2 separate regions of the Mus musculus genome follow, and region 2 is linked to region 1. Evidence: chromatin contacts called from public Hi-C data. All regions are on one chromosome and are shown on one strand. The core of a region is the stretch at or near the end of the contact, and the rest is flanking DNA. Distances in the headings are between cores, read along the strand shown. Region 1 holds the start of Rwdd2a (RWD domain containing 2A). Region 2 holds the start of Dbr1 (debranching RNA lariats 1).

Evidence for each region. Hi-C and Micro-C count contacts between places; a contact is called where the count stands out from the background.
Region 2: a contact with region 1 is called in a Hi-C map of B cells, with 5 read pairs. The contact joins the promoter of Dbr1 here to the promoter of Rwdd2a in region 1. A contact is called at or near these places in 1 of 39 promoter capture datasets (erythroid cells) and 1 of 484 Hi-C or Micro-C datasets (B cells).

Annotation. Positions count from the first base shown.
Region 1 is chr9:86,570,394-86,573,551 of GRCm38.p6, reverse strand. Rwdd2a (RWD domain containing 2A) reads right to left here and starts at 1,564. Exons shown (of 3, transcript NM_001145969.1): 1 at 1,495-1,564; 2 at 489-715. The coding sequence starts at 689. It overlaps Pgm3 (phosphoglucomutase 3), which reads left to right and starts at 1,710. Exons shown (of 13, transcript NM_028352.4): 1 at 1,710-1,822; 2 at 3,145-3,158. The coding sequence starts at 3,147.
Region 2 is chr9:99,574,536-99,577,656 of GRCm38.p6, reverse strand. It overlaps Dbr1 (debranching RNA lariats 1), which reads right to left and starts at 1,858. Exons shown (of 8, transcript NM_031403.3): 1 at 1,532-1,858; 2 at 957-1,081. The coding sequence starts at 1,728.

The sequences.
Region 1 (3,158 bases), core at 315-2,814:
TGGTACCTGCTCTGCTAATGTTCCTAGGACTAAAGGGTCCAGAGCAAGGAGGTAAGTTTATATTTAACATTTAGGTTTTGTATGTGTAGTTACTATGCACATTCAGTGTCATTGAAAACCGATGAAATCCTAAACACTCATTAACTTCATTAAAGTCTGTCTGAATTTATGGACCATCTCATGTTTGGTACATTTTCCTTCCAAACGCATCCTGGGATTTGAAATTGTCTATTTGTTACCTGGACAGGAAGCTCATGCTTTGGGTTTTCCAGTTAACAAGTGGATACCTGGGGCTATGCCATTAAGAGCACTGGCTGCTCTTCCAGAGGATCAGGGTCCAATTCTAGGTTCCCACATGCAGTTCTGGCCTCCAGGGGGCACTGCATGCACATGATGAACAGACATACATGAGGGGGAAACACGCATACACATTAAAAGCAAAACACGATAGGCACCCAGAAACACTTAGGACCAATGAAAGCACCCACCTTGGGCTCCTCAATTTGGAGCGTGATGACAAATTCGATGTTGGGTGGGAGCGCCTCCCTGGTGCCTTCCAGATACCTCTTTATGTTTGTTAGGGCGTTTACATCTTCGAGTTTTACTTCTCCTTGATTAGGAAACATAGAAAACAGCATTTCCATCTCCAGCAGCTGAAGCTGAAGGCTTTCTTTTACTGACCCTGACATGTCTCCAAATCAGCCGGCTTGGAAACCTGGAAAAGGCCCAGAAATAATGGGGTTGTAAATGACGACTGGTGTCCAGGAAATTTTCCCAAGGTCCCTTTTCTAAGAGGCAGTCCCGCTGTTTGTAGAGAGCTACGGGCACGCATCCATACACTTTAGATTTCTCTCCTAGCCCCCCCCCCCCAATCTAGTACGCACAACATCCTTTAAAATGCTCCCTCAAACCCCAGAATCCTTGTCTCTCCTTCCCACCCTTGCCGGCCATTCTGGAGTCTGCGCTTTCAACAGGTGCTCGGGTGACAGATTTCGTGGCCGGTGGTTGCAAACACCTGTATTCCTGGTCAGCCTCAATCCCGGGAAAACCAGGGACCGGCCCGGGAATCCCACTTGGATCTCAAGCCTGCGCAGCTAGGAAGGATGCCTGCAGTGCGGAGGGGAGGGCTCTAGGTCATCCCCGCCGCCAGCCCCCATCCGCAGGCCCCCTCGGAGGACAGCCTCCCCGGACCGCAGTGGGGTGCAGCATCTCGCGCAGGTGCATAGGGACGCCACCGCAGAGCCAGGGGCTGGGAGGAGGGGTCTCAGCCATTTCCACTTAATAAAGTGACGCCTAGGGCTAAGCGGGTGAAGACCCGCGGGGATGACGCTGACCTCGCCTGGCAGGGGCTGGGCTGGGAGGTGATCTCGGTGGTCGGAGGGACGTCAACGCTCCCGTTCTTTAGGGACCCGGGACCCTGAGGCCCAGGCTGAAAGGCGCAGCTGTCCACCCCGGGAGCTAACCTTCGGCCCGCCTTAGCCGCCTTAGCCTCACCCTTTCAGATCACTCAAGCCAAGCAGCCCCGAACCCGCTCCGAACCGCAGCCGCAGTTCCGCGGGCGCGAGCAGCGCGCGGACGGCTGGGGGGCGGGGCTTGGCGCATAGGGCGGGGCCACAGACACCAACCCGCCGCGATTGGTCGGGGCGGGGCTTGGTGGTGCAGGGGCGGGTTCAGCGGCCCTTCCGGGCTGTGATTGGTGTGGGCGGGGCGTCGGGCCGGAAGCAAAGCTGGGCCACGTCTGCGAGGTCTGAGAGAGTTGGTTTGGTGCGCACTGCGCGGCCGCGTCTCGCCTGTGGAGAGAACGTTCTTGCTCCAGATCTAGGTGAGCGGGCGTGGAGAATGCCGGGCCGCTGTGGGTGGGGGTTCATCGGCAGCTGAGGCTGGGGCATGACTGCCGGACCTACCTATCCAACGCTGCGCGCGGCCCAGGTGCCTGAGGTCCTCGCGCTGTAGTGCGCGGAGCCGCGAGTCAATCAGTAGCTCGGAGCAGGATGCATCCCCAAGGGTGGCAGTTTGAATGAAAGAAGCAAACACTGTTAGGGCTTTTAATAAACATTGCCATACCTAATCGAAATTAGTTCGAGAACTCCAAATGCATTAAAGGGTGGAAGCATGCCGTTGTTCTATGACTGTGATTTTCCTTTGAGAGTTCTGAATTTCGTAGGAGTGGTTGACGCCCCTATGAATAATAGGGATACATTACCAACGGGTCATTTTTTTTTTTTTTTACAAAATTATATTCGTCCTTGTGGACAAAAGTTTGATAACTAAAGTAGCTTGGGAATGATCTATTTTACTAACCGGAGAAAAGCAAACATTTCCCCACACTTCTGGTAGTGTTGTGTATAGAAGCAAGGAAGGACAATAAAGCGAGGAGGTGTGGCTGTTAGCGGAGGGACAGCACCCCCTCTCTGGGCAAACTAGGATAGAGCTGACCCAGGAAGTACAGTTTGTGGCTCTGCAAATACACCGCTGGCCGAAGTGGAAAACCCGAGTTGAATGAATTGGAGGTATCCCACACTCACTTGTTTTTAAATGACAGGTTGGAAGTAGCATGGTAGATGTTAGTTGTTTTTGATGTTACTTTAGAAGGCTGCCATGCCTGTCTTTATGGAGATTGGTGAGGCTTCTGTGAGATGGCCTAGCTGATGGGGGTGGGGGTGGGGTTGGGTCTCAGACCAGAGGAAATGACTGTCCATTGTTTTTCTTTTGGGACTGTTTCTTTCTAGCTTGAGAGGAACAGCAAAAGAGCCACACGGATTCCAGGTTTCTGACCTTCAGCCTCAGCCTTTCACTGGCCGCACACCAGACTTTATATGATTAACCGAGGCCCACACCGGGAGTTGACCCTTCTGTAACATAAAATGATGGTGTGATGGCATTACTTTAGGACAGTTCATCCTGAAGACAGAGTGGAATAGGAGTGGACAGTGGCTGGTGTCTCTCCCGAGTCTGTCCTGGAGGGTATGGTTTAGGCAGGGGCTTCTGGGTAATTTTAACTCCAGGGTCTCCTTTTCTCTTCCCTGCCTTCCCAAAAGTGGTTCTCTGGAGAGGGTCCCATTGAAACAAATGTGCTACATTGAGTTGGCAGTTTACCAAGCAGTACTTGAAAGCTTTCCCTTCTTTTATTTCTTACTCTTGTAGGCATGGATCTGGAG
Region 2 (3,121 bases), core at 609-3,108, about 13 Mb before region 1:
TGATATCATAGTAAATCCAGTCAGCTAAATCCAGAGCCCAGGAAATGCTACAGGGCAATCAACCTCACTGCCTACAACACACAAACCATAGAGGAAACAGAAAACAGAAACAAGGGAAGGAAGGATAAAGAGTCTAAGAGGCAGAGCCCTGAACACCAAATATTTGGATCCTACCTGAGCAAGTCATTTGTAGATCCGGTAACTGAGACATGCAGAGAAATGCGTATGGACAAGGCACGAGAGAAGGACTAACTCACTATAGTTAGGTATAAAATGGCACCAGAACTACGTGTGTCTAAAAAAAATCTATCACTCGAAAGTCATGTACTTAGGGGCTGGAGAGATGGCTCAGAGCACTGGATGCTTTTCCACAGGTCCCGAGTTCAATTCCCAGCACCACATGGTGGCTTCTAACCATCTATAATGGGATCTGGTGCTCTGTAGGCACATATGCACTCAGAACACTGTATACACGGTAGATAAATAAATACATCTTGGGGTAGGGGGAGTCATGTACTTAAAAATCCACAAATGAAATAACCCAGTGGTTAGGATTTGCTTTAAGGCATCCCAGCCATCTCCCTCAGGAAAAGTTTAAACAATACTGGATATTTAAATATGGGAGTAGAACAAAGTAATAGGAGTTGAGGTTAACAAGTAAAGAAATTTATTAAACTACTCGGTATTTTTATGTATGTTTAGCATTTTCCATTATAAAGTTTAATGCAATAAGAAAAAAGCAAAGAGACTACAAAAAAAAAAACTTGTCATCATATTAGCTATTATTTAAACCTCTAGAAGAAAATGGATGTATGTTCATGACTGGCCATTTAATAACTATTTTAACTCAATTCTCATGATTATTTAAGTTAATGGCATTCACCACATGTCTTCTAGAAGCTGCCCAGCTGGTACAGATTCTGACAAGACCAAAAAAAGTGCACATAAACACATACCTAAATAATAAATATTCGGCGCTACCCAGCCACCATAGGGTAACTCTTGCAAATGGTTTGAGGCTTCATGGTTTCCTCCAATGAAGATGGTGAGAACCGGGGCCTTTTTCTCTCCAGAGTAATATCTACAACATAACGGTAATAAAGCTGTCAGGAACCAAACTAAACACAAAAAAGCAAGAGGTCAGAAGGAAAAGGCCGAGCTCAAAAACGATCAAACGGTCCCCACTATCTTCCCATCCCTGCCCTTAAGAATAAATTAAATCTTGAGTGTCGAGCACACATTCATTGAGATCAAGAACTTTGTGAAGTGCAAGTCTGGGCTTCTAGAACCCAGACTAGCACACAGCAGGTCACGGGAAAACCAGATCATTAAATCAACTAACCATCGTGTTCTAGCAAATCCAAAGTATCTAAACCTGCTGGTGTCACCCCGGGTCCCTGGGAAGAAGAGCCAGGTGTGTACAGAGAGGAGGAGGCCAGGGCCATTTCCTAAGCTCCGGGTCCAACAGACATCGCGATCTGCGGCAGCAGGACCTGGAACCCCACGCGAGGACCGGCCGCGCGCCCCTCACCTGTAGAAGGTCTGCATGTGACGGTACTTGGGCGGCACGGCCATGCAGCGCAGGTCGGCCTCGTTGCGCACCGCCTGGAAGTCGCCGCAGCACAGAAGGAGATCCACGGGTCCCGAGCCGCGCCGCTCCGCCAGCGCCAGAGTCTCGTAGATCTTGTCCAGCTCGCCGTGGCAGCAGCCGGCCACGGCCACCCTCATCGTGACGTTGGGCCGCGGAACTCAACAGCAACACCCCGGAGCACCTGCAGCCCGGGTCGCACAGCAAAGAACACCAGGCAGCCGGCCCACCCGGCTCCCGCCAACACCAACCGAGCCGCGGCTGAGTTTCGAGTCCTTTATGTAACTTCCGGCTTCCAAGTCTCGCGAGAGAGGGAACGGGAAGGGCCCGGTCAAGCCGGAGGGGGGAAACTTTGAACTTGTTTAATGGAGACCCTGTCTGTCTTCGTGATCCCTTGCGTGCTAGCAATCTAGTGGGTTACATTGTTTAAAACTAGAAAAAGAAATAAAATCTCCAAGAATAGGGATTGAATTTAGTAAAATCAAGGTAAGCAGCCGGGCGTGGTGGCGCACGCCTTTAATCCCAGCACTTGGGAGGCAGAGGCAGGCGGATTTCTGAGTTCGAGGCCTTCCTGGTCTACAAAGTGAGTTCCAGGACAGCCAAGGCTACAGAGAAACTCTGTCTCGAAAAACCAAAAAAAAAAAATCAAGGTAAGCAAGTGAGCAGGAGCGATTGAGCAATTAATTCCCTAGAGCAAATCTCTCCCTGGCAACGATGATTGCCTTAAAAATGAATTAGAAAGTAAAAAGAGGTTTTAATGATGACATTAAAATTTAAATGCAACGTTGAAGCTTACTGATTATTTTAAAACTATACACCAACCCTCCCGGGGGGAATTTCTAAAATTATTTTTGACTAAGGGGAATGGGTATTTTCCTACCAAATTGTTTGCCTAACTGTAACGCAAGATGAATGAAAGGTTAAATATCTCGAAAACTTCTGGAGAGAAAAGGTGGCGACTAATCAAGGAAGAATGAATGGCAAAGAAGAAAGCCAGTAAAGGAAATCTAATCAAGGGCATACAGTTGTAGCGCCACGAAAGTGTTAGCGATCCCCCAAAACCAGGCAGGAGCCCATCTGATGTAACTCATAGCACGGTCTTTATTCTATCCCAGCTCGCTGTGGCTCGCCACCAACACACAGCACAGTTTTTGGTGTACCCCGAATGTCAGTGGGGACAAGACTTTATAGAAAGCTACAAGCAGAGGGTGGGATGTGGTAGTGGTGGTAGTTAAGCATCTAATTCGAGAGCTACCATGGCCTTTAACACAATTGGCTGGTGCTGGGAGTCATATCATAAACTTAATTTCTGCTTCCCTCTGCATTAGTGGTCGTTAGGCAGGGGGTGGCCTCGTAACCTGGGGGTGCAGATATGTTGGGGTAATAACCTGGGGACGCTGGTCTTGTTGAGGGGTAACTTGGAAACTAGTGTTATGTTGGTTAGTTTGTCTGAGTTCAAACTTTGGCCAGGTTCTCTAAAATGGAGTCTGAACTTACAAGATTTGGCCTCTCAACAGAGAAGTATACATTTAA